Regions from separate parts of the Mus musculus genome. Here region 2 is linked to region 1. Evidence: chromatin contacts called from public HiChIP or PLAC-seq data. All regions are on one chromosome and are shown on one strand. Each heading gives the region's core, a stretch centred on a gene start, on an enhancer-like site or on the middle of the called end of the contact. The rest is flanking DNA. Distances are from core to core; before and after follow the strand shown.

The links. HiChIP or PLAC-seq counts read pairs in DNA pulled down with a chosen protein or histone mark.
Region 2: an H3K4me3 HiChIP or PLAC-seq map of neural progenitor cells shows a contact between it and region 1, with 6 times the contacts expected there. The contact joins the promoter of Ecrg4 here to the enhancer-like site in region 1. A contact is called at or near these places in 9 of 39 promoter capture datasets (the 3T3-L1 cell line, the C10 cell line, cranial neural crest and 5 more), 1 of 15 datasets of contacts at CTCF or cohesin (large pre-B cells), 7 of 484 Hi-C or Micro-C datasets (cerebellum, cerebral cortex, embryonic stem cells and 1 more), 3 of 115 datasets of contacts at active chromatin or transcription factors (embryonic stem cells, neural progenitor cells and stem cell-derived neural progenitor cells) and 2 of 9 other capture datasets (adipose tissue and pancreatic islet).

The regions. Positions count from the first base shown.
Region 1 is chr1:43,581,032-43,585,875 of GRCm38.p6, reverse strand. No RefSeq gene overlaps it. Among named protein-coding and RNA genes, the nearest start is that of Gm38628, 97 kb to the left of the region's middle. Within about 2 kb of position 2,020, at least 22 of the 459 cell types and tissues checked have an H3K27ac peak or open chromatin away from gene starts, as enhancers often do. A contact at or near this core is called in neural progenitor cells and neural stem cells, where this site is marked.
Region 2 is chr1:43,727,193-43,732,518 of GRCm38.p6, reverse strand. Ecrg4 (ECRG4 augurin precursor) reads right to left here and starts at 1,917. Exons shown (of 4, transcript NM_024283.3): 1 at 1,556-1,917. The coding sequence starts at 1,634.

The DNA.
Region 1 (4,844 bases), core at 771-3,270:
GCTAAGGCTCGATTCGAACACCTGGCTCAAGCCATCTTCTTAAGTAGCCAGGACACCAGAGCACAGCAAAGTTTGCCTCTGCATCCTGGTTGGAGGAATGGTACTTCTTGTCTCTAATGAGGTCACCTTTGCCCTTGTTTCCTCCTCCATGCTTAATGCTTCCTGTGAAATATAAAATACTTTTCATCTCAAATTCATCAACATACAGTTTTACAGCATTATCTACCATTTACTTTTCATGTTATGCCTTTAATACTGAATCACCTACTGTGCAATGTGAATAGGATTAGGCATCTGCATTGTGGGCTGACTATGCCACTTCTCTCCAAGAACCTGCACTGTTCCTCCCCAACATCTTCTTCTTTCCAACATACTTCAAGGCCAAATATCCGAAGGGCAGCAGGAAACAGACCTTCCTCCATTTTGCAGTTTTAGACATTACCTATCAAATTGCCATGATGGTAGACAAGATCTAACTTTTGGGCCTGTAGGGACCAAAAGCTTACACAGCTTCCTTCCCTTCTTTTATCCCCATTTCTTGACGGTAAGCATCCTTGGTAACTTGACTTTTAGTTCCTGCACACCCAATCATGTAGTTACTCTTCTTTCCATTTTGGAAGATTTCTCAACATTATTGTCCAATCTAAGTTTATGAGTAAGATCATCTTGTTCTTTGTTTTCTCACTTTTCCAGTCTGATAACATTTGATTGTTTGAGTTCACTGTATTCTAAGTACAGTATTGTGCAGAACTAGGGGACCAAGATGGGAGGAAGTGGGGTATTCAGGCAAACAAATGGCCCAGAGCAACACTGTCACACCGAATTACAATGTGATTAAATTATGCCATTTGAAAGTATCTAGTAGACACATTTGAAAGTGAAATGGAAAATAGTAAAATGAATTTACTAATATTTTACTAAGCCCAATGTATTTAACTTATTATGCTTTCAACATGTAATCAGCATAAAATCTTATGAGATATTTTTTGTTCTTTCTATATTTGGTATGACGCCCTCACAAATTGGTATGTATTTACATTTAAGCATGTCTTCATTCAGATGTGCCCAGTGTCTACAAGTGACCTGTGATGACAGTGCAGGTCAGTTCAGGTCTCAGGAAACACTAGCCTGTGGCTCACTCCTAATCTTGCCAGGCTCAAAAATATCCCCAGCCTGCCTTATTTTTCTGCATGATAATCCCTGGGCAGGTGATCCTCACTTGTATAAGAATGCAAGTTGGGTAAGCCATGGAGAACAAGCCAGTAAGCAGCATTCCTCCATGGTCTTGGCTTCAGTTCCTGCCTCCAAGTTATTGCTTTCTGCCCTTCCCTAACTTTTCTAGACAACTGATTGTAACATCAATGCTGAAGTAAAGCCTTTCCTCCCCAAATTGTTTTTGCTTAGTGTTTTATCACAGCAATATTGAAGATATTAGAGGCATTGGTTACTGGCTATAACCTAGGTCAGATTCTGTGACCCTCACTCATTCTTGAGTTTTACTTAGACCTTAGACTTGCTCCATTGGCCTTGCCCCCTAACTTCTGCCCAGCCAATGGACCTTAATCTGGCTTAAACTATGCCTTATGAAATGTTGTACAGGACAGAAAGGAGCTTGTCCAATACACTAATTATTGGAAATGGCCAGTAACCAATACCTCTAATATCTTCAATCTCAAGGTAAGCTATGGACCAATCCTGCTCTGATCACACTGACTCAAGAACTGTTGTGGATTAGGCTACAGTGTCTAGTGCATGGCCTTGCAGCCTTTACATTGGTAGGAAGAAGGCAAGGCAAATAGAAATACAAGCTGAGGCAGTAGGCAGACTTTGAAGCCATGCCTCAATGTTAGGACACAGGTCAGTGGAATGAGGCCCATGGCACCCAGGGAGCTCCACCCATGGCAACCCAGGAAGCTCTGCCCACTCAGGCCCAAGAAAACCAGGCAGATAGATGCACTTTGTGAGTCAGCCTTAGGCCTCACTGCCTCCTACTGACTTACAGCTAACACAGTAGCTCTTTTGTGTCACTATTCTTTGCCGTAGCTCAGGTTCCAGCCAAGAGACTCAACCAGGGGACTTCTAGGGACAGAGAGAAACAGCTATGAGAGCAGTCTTTGTGAAAGTCTGTTCACAGGAAGGAATCCCTAGGGCTGTAGCCTGTGTGCCTGTGACTGAGGAGGGACAATGCTGAGTAAGGGGAAATGGATCCTGCCTTTTGCCTAATGCTCAGTGGGTGTTGGAACCTGAAAAGAAAATGTTTTAAATAGGTAGGAAGTTGTTGTAAAATTTCAGTGGGTGTTCAGGCAAAACTCCCAGAGTCTGAAATCTAAGAGTGATTTGAAAAGTCTTCTCACAGTGTAATGGTTTAACCCAATGTAACACTTATCATACATTGACTTTTCTGTCTATTGGTGCCACATGTAGAGACCTACCTGATATTAAAATAAAAAACTAGGAGGGGATGAGGATAGCCAAGGGTCTTTTAGGGTCAGAGCTCAGACTGCCAGGGGAATGTTTAAGGGCATTTTCCCAGTTTCGGTGTTTCTGACCAGTTATTATTACTTGCAGGCACTACAGGTACACTGCCCTGTAGCATGTTTTGACCCTGAGCTTGAAGTGGCACCAGCTTCTAAGAAACAAAAACTTTAAAACAATGCTCAGATAAAGAATGGAGTGTTAAGAGGAGAAGAGCCAAGGTTTCTGTCTGAGCTACTAAAGCAATGTCTCTTCAAGAATACGATCTTGCAAGATGTGACCTCAGGTTTTCATATACTTTGATTGAAAGTGGAAGGTTTTGAATCACTACAGTGTTTTTGTTTTTGTTTTTTAATTTTAACTTTTTACTTATTCACTTTACATCCTGCTCACTGCATCCTTCCTAGTTACCCCCTCCCACAATCCTTCCCCCCTCCCCTTCTCCTCTGAATGGGTAGGACTCCCCTTGGTATCCCTCCACTCTGGCACTTCAACTCTGTAAGACTAGGTGCTTCCTCTCCCATTGAGGCCAGACAAGTCAGCCCAGCTAGAACAACATATCCCATATACAGGCAACAGCTTTAGAGATAGCCCCCAGTGTAGTTGTTTGGGACCCACATGAAGACCAAGCTGACATCTGCTAAATATGTGCAAGGAGGCCTAGGTCCAGCCCATGTATGTTCTTTGGTTGGTGGTTCAGACTCTGAGAGTCCCAAGGGTCCAAGTTATTTGCTCCATTGATCTTGCTGTGGAGTTCCTATCCCCTTCGGAACCCCACAATCCTTTCTCCTATTCTACCCTAAGAGTCCCCAAGCTCCATCCACTGTTTGGCTGTGGGTATCTATGTCTATCTGAGTCAGCTGCTGGGTAAGTCAGCCTCTCAGAGGACAACATGCTCGTCTGCAAGCATAATAGAGTATCATTAATAGTGTTAGGGATTGGTGCTTGTCCATGGTATGGGTCTCAAGTTGGGCCAGTTATTGATTGGCCATTCCCTCAGCCTCTATTCTATCTCCAATCTCTATATTTCTTGTAGACAATATAGATTTTGGGTTGAAAGTTTTGTGGGGCTGATGTCTCTATTTTTCCTTTGGAGTTCCTACATGGCTATAGGAGGTGGCCTCTTCAGGTTTCATATCCCCAATGTAGTGAATCACAGTTATGATTCTTCAGCGTCTCCCTTATCCCAGGTCTCTGTCTCATCCTGGAGATGGCCCTGACCTCCTCACCCCCATCAGTTGCAGATTTCCATTCATTTTTCTAGCCATCTAGCCATCTCTTCTGTGCTTCCCCACACCTGATCCTGAGCCCCTCCACCATCCCCTTTTCCTACCAGTTCCTTCCCCCCATCTGCCTCTTATGACTATTTTATTCCCCCTTATAAGTGAGGTTCAAGCTTCCTTGCTTGGGCTTTCCTTCTTGTTTAGTTTCTTTGGATCTGTGGAGTATAACTAGGTACCTGCATTTTATGGCTAATATCCACTTATAATGAGTACATACCATGCATCTCCTGGGATGGAACTGGACTACCTCACTCAGGATGATATTCTCAAGTTCCATCCATTTGCCTGCAAAATTTATGATGTCTTTGTTTTTAATAGCTGAATAGTATTCTATTGTGTAGATGTACCACATTTTCTTGATCGATTCTTCAGTTGAGGGACATCTAGGTTGTTTCCAGTTTCTGGCTATTATGAATAAAGCTGCTTTGAACATAGTTGAATAAGTGTCTTTGTGGGATGTTGGAGTATCTTTTGGGTAAATTCCAATGAGTGGTATAGCTAGGTCTTGAGGTAGAACTATTCCCAGTTTTCTGAGAAACTGCCAAATTGATTTTTAAGTGGTTGTACAAGTTTGCAGTCCTACCAGCAATGAAGAAAACATGTTCCCCTTGCTCCACATCCTCGACAGCATCTGCTATCTCTTGTGTTTTTAATCTTAGCCATGTTGATGTGTGTAAGATGGGACCTCGAGAGATGTTTTGATTTGCATTTCCCTGATGACTGAGGACACTGAGCATTTCTTTAAGCCCTTCTTGGCTATTTGAGATTCCTCTGTTGAGAATTCTTTTTGCTTTGTACCCCATATTTTAATTGGGCTGTTTGGGTGTTAGTGTCTAACTTCTTGAGTTCTTTGTAAAGTTTGGATATTAGCCCTCTATCAGATAAAGGGTTGGTGATGATCCTTTCCCAAACTGTAGGCTGCTGATTTGGCCTATTGCCAGTGTCCTTTGCCTTACAGAAGCTTTGAGGTTTCATAAGGTCCCATTTATCAATTGTTGGTTTTAGAGCTTGAGCCAACAACGGTTGTTCTGTTCGGGAAATTGTCTCCTGTACCAAAGCATTTGAGAGTGTTTCCCACTGTCTCTT
Region 2 (5,326 bases), core at 668-3,167, 150 kb before region 1:
GGGGACTGGACACATTCAGAGTCTCAAGATGTCTCACTCTGAAGATGAAAACCCACAACAGGCAAATCAAGAGGGAGCTGTGATCCTTCTCTTCATGAAATGTGCTTGGATGCCATGAAGAGTCATGTTTGGGGCATGGAGACCACGGTGGCTCTTCTGCTAAGAGCATTGGGTGCTCCTCCAGGGGACCCTGGTTTGATTTCCACATCTACCTTCTGTCACTTCAGTACCGGAGTGACAGCACCTTCTTCTGGCCTCTGCAGGTACTACATGCATGAAGTACACAGACACACGTGTAGGCCAAACACCAATACACATAAAATAAAAGGGGGCGAGGAAAAGGTCATCTTTGAGACTCAATGCATTTTTATCTTTCATGATAAAGTTCACATTTCAGTTCAGTGATGCTGATACTGTGACGGATTCCACTCCCTCACTTCTTGGCATTAACTCGTAAAATATGAGTGTTGAAAATGAATGGCCTAACGCCATGTTCACGAAGCTAGCTCACAAGAGGGTACTGATGTCATTTGCACCAGTCACCCTTCCAATAAGAACAACCTCCCCTTTATTTTCATGGTCTCTCATGCTGTGACCCTGCCTCCCCTCATTCTGGAGTTAGGTTTACCATGCCTGCTCTGAGAAAGCAAAAATGAAACACAGAGAAACTGAGTGCGTCTTCTATTTACATCTGGCAATGGCCACCCCTTCGCACTGGGACAAACACCAGTCTCAGGTGATAGGTAAATAGTTTGGTGTCTTCCAGCTACTGTTCTCTTGGCAGTAAACCTAGGGTCACCCTACTGCCTCCCAGAGTTATAAACCTCAAAGGCGTTCCTATGCACAGGAACTCACTTGTGACCTCTAAAGGGTCACACAAAAGAAGAACTTTCCAGGTTCAGAAGGTAGAGTCTGTGGAGCTCTGGGTATAGTATTTACGGTGTACTGCTTAAGTGCTTTTAATGTAGAGAGACCTGGGGATTTTCAGTTAATTCAGCTAAATATAGTAGATATATATTTGCTAATATGTAGATATATTTAATGTTTAAATATAATAGCTAGTAGAAATACAATAGCTAATAATTCCGCTGAATATAATAGAAAAAGTTAAACATTGCTCAGCTTTGCAGCCTGAACGCTCTTAGTCAGCTCTGTTGCCCCAAACTGCCTGGAAGAAATTGGAAGAATTTGGAAGAAATTTGGAAGAAATTGGAAGAATTGGAGAAAGACAGCAGTGTGTCCTGCCTCAGAATGATACTCCCTTCAAGCCTCCACCATCCCTGATTTAGCACTTCTTGTGGTTCTTTCAGATCCTTACTTCATTTGCCCAAGGTTGCCCCTCAGTCTACTATGCTCTCTTTGAATCTGAGTCCCTCACTGCCTGCCCAAGTGCACTCATTGGGACTTACATGAGTGTAAAATACTAGACCCGGTTCCATTGTCTTCTTGGTTTAGTACAGGTTAAGAGCAGGATCATATTCAGGCATGAAGCACCCCATTTCCAATCTCCTTCCCCAGCACCCTCAGCACTCTCCGCCAGGTATCCTCCACTTACCTGGACCCAGGCACAGCAGAAGGAGCAGAGCCAGCCCGGCAAGGGCCAGGACTGCAGGCCGCGCAGACGAGGTGCTCATGGCGACAGAGTGCTGCAAAGTAGCTGGAGGGATGACTGGAGTGGAGACCCAGGCTCAGTGAGGCAGGCGAAAGCTCCAGTATCCTTGCTCTGGGCGGGACCCACAGGGTGGGCAACTAGCCAGCAGGCCAGGCCGAGAGCCAAGCTTCAGTTCAATGCCACCGAGGCACACTGCCCTGCGGGTCTGCTGCAAATCGCTGAGAAGGGCCGCGTGGCCAAAGGGGAGAGGGCAAGACTGATGCCAGGCACAGCCCAACCAGCCTGGACAGAGAATGTTGGCTCACTCCTCTTTTCCGCACGCCCCCCTGAGCCGTTCCTCTGCAGCACAACCCTCCCCTAGCAACCCAGGCCCTTGGCGTCAGGCTCAGGCCTTGCCTTTTAAAGTAGCCTTTGGAATGTTCTTAATTCCTGAACTGTAGTTAAGGTTGGCTCCTGCAGGGTCTCTTTTTATGATATTTTGAAAGATTCTGGGTTCAGAACTGCAATCCAGGAAAAACATGTCAACTCAAACCGCTGCAGTGCAAAAGTGTTTTTGCAAAGTTTTTAGTGAACATGCTGTGTCCACTGTGCACACTCTCATTCTGGGACAGTTGAGCAATTGGAAAGAAGGCAGAAGACACTCATTTTCTCAGTAGCACACTTGACCACTAAGAGAGGTCATAAAACAGTGTGCTCAACAAAAGAGAAGACCAACCGGGGGTTTTCCTGACCACTATGCTGGACTCTGGGTTCCATTCCCAGCGGCAGGTTTGGTAGAGAAAGACAAAAACTGTTTTCAATTGATGAATGGAAACTTGGCTTTGGAGCCTTTTTCCCAGTCTGAGCTGAGCTCAGTTCCTTCACAAAGATTCTCAGTTTTAAATCAAGGAGAGCTGCTTAGTGTCTGGCCACTCAGGGAGAGGCCTTCTCATGTAGAAGGGTTTCTCCAGCAGGCAGGAGAAAATCAGAGTTTAGCCATCAAAGGAAAAGAAGGGAAAGGTGAACCTGGGAGGGATGTAAATACTGATTTGGGAGTCACAGGTATATGAGAGTTCGGAGCTTGCTAGTGCATACTGCTGGTCACCTGTGATCCATCGGGTGTTGGGTAAGACATAGCAATCTGAACTTTATTTAACGACTCTCGGGGATGCTGAAGCGTGTCTCAGACGGCACAGGGAGCAACTCCACTACAGAAGCTTTCCTGTCCTCTTGCCCTTCCCTTGGCCTTGGTGGTGAGAACCTTTTCTCCCTTGAAGACTGAGCACAGTGGAAAGGAACAGGGTTTAGTATTTCTCTGCATTCTGCACAAATATTTAGAGAACTCACTTGTCTGTCTATGTGTGGGTCTCTAAAGTGGAGGCTGCAGCATCTGCTGAGCTGAGGTAAGAAGTCAATGTGGAGAGCCTCCTATGCTGTGAGCACACAAAAATGTTGGTAGTGTTACCACCTAGACTCTGGCCTCCGTGTCCTGTGCTCAGCACCTTGCCACCTGTGGTCTTTATCTCCTTCGTGCCCAGGCTAGACTCTCAGGAGCTATCATTCCGGAACGATGCCAATTCAACCCTAGTGTCATTGTCATCAGGGCTTTTCAAATGCTGCCCAATGAGTTGTCTTTTAGAATGCTGCAGTGACATCTGCCTTAACTACTGGTTCACAGATAATTTGGTGACAGAGGAGCAGGGGAAGTGACCTTACCCTCTGGGGTGCCATCAGCCAAGCACTCTATAAGGAAGCTCTGTAGGACACACCATGTAGGACAGAGAGACAATCTAACACAACTTTGATCCAATACCACATCATAAGAGATGGCGAGAGAGCTGTTACAGTGGAATAGGCTCCATTACAGGATTGCCGTTTTGTAGGTGTAGGAAATGGAACTGGGTGCCCTTTTAAAGCCCTCCACCCTTTCAACAGCAGCCTGAAAGATTTATGGTTAAAATGATGCAATGTAAGAGGTTTGCTTTACAATGCTTAAGGAGGGGGCTAAAGAGAGTTGGCTCTGAGGTTAAACTACTTGTTCTTTTGCAGGGAACCCTAGTTCTGTTCCAGCACCTACAGAGCATCTCATAACCACCTGTAACTTCAGTTCCAGGGGATCTCGTGCCCTCTTTTGGTGTTCATGGGCACCAGATAAGTATGTAGTACACATGCATGGGTGCACATGAATATACATATAACATAAAAATAAAATGCATCCTTCAAAATGCTTTTAAAGGAGTGTGGACACGCCTGTGAGCATAGGTAAGACCACCACTTCTGCTCAAATTCCTGGCCCAAAAGGGACCCCCCCCCCCCGAGCCATCAGAACACAAGAACCAAGGAATGGCCAGGGACAGGATCCTTCCAGTTTCTGTCTGCACCCTGTCCTTCCAGCATTCTGAAAGGCAACTTGTTGATGACCCTGTGCCACAGTTCTCCATACCCAACTTCCTCCTGGAGAGAACTGGTCTCCCAAGAGTACTGACACACAGGCTTGCAGGAGAGACAAGCCACAATCAGAGATAGCAAGGTGCCAGTTAACACCAGAGATAACCAGATGGTGAGAGGCACGGGCAAGAACATAAGCAACAGAAACCAAGGCTACTTAGCATCATCAGAAACCACTTCTCGCACCACAGGGAGCCTGGATACCCTAACACACTAGAATAGCTAGACTCTGATTTAAAATCACATCTCATAATGATTATAGAGGACTTTAAGAAGAACATAAATAGAGCCGGGCGTGGTGGTGCACGCCTTTAATCCCAGCACGCAGGAGGCAGAGGCAGGCGGATTTCTGAGTTCGAGGCCAACCTGGTCTACAGAGTGAGTTCCAGGATAGCCAGGGCTACACAGAGAAAGCTTGTCTCAAAAAACCAAAAAAAAAAAAAAAAAAAAAAGATCATAAATAACTCCCTTAAAGAAATACTGGAGAACACAGGTAAACAACTAGAAGCCCTTAAAGAGGAAACACAAAAATCCCTTAAAGAATTACAAGAAAACACAACCAAACGGGTGAAAGAATTAAACAAAACCTTTCAGGACCTAAATATGGAACTAGAAACAATAAACAAATCACAAAGGGAGACAACTCTGGAGTTAGAAAACCTAGGAAAGAGATCAGGAGTCACAGACACAAGAATACTAGAGACAAAAGAGAGAATCTCAGGTGCAGAAGATACCATAGAAAACATTGACACAACAATCAAAGAAAATGCAAAATGCAAAAAGCTCCTAACTCAAAACATCCAGGAAATCCTGGACACAATGAGAAGACCAAACCTAAGGATAGTAGGTATACAAGAGAGTGAAGATTCCCAACTTAAAGGGCCAGTAAATATCTTCAACAAAATTATAGAAGAAAACTTCCCTAACCTAAAGAAAGAGATGCCCATAAACATATAAGAGGCCTACAGAATGCCAAATAGACTCGACCAGAAAAGAAATTCCTCCTGTCACATAATAGTCAAAACACCAAATGCACAAAACAAAGAAAGAATATTAAAAGAAGTAAGGGGAAAAGGTCAAGTAACATATAAAGACTGACTTATCAGAATTACACCAGACTTATCACCAGAGACTATAAAAGCTAGAAGATCCTGGACAGATGTCATACAGACCCTAAGAGAATACAAATGCCAGCCCAGACTACTATATCCAGCAAAACTCTCAATTACCACAGATGGAGAAACCAAAATTTTCCATAACAAAACCAAATTTACATAATATCTTTCC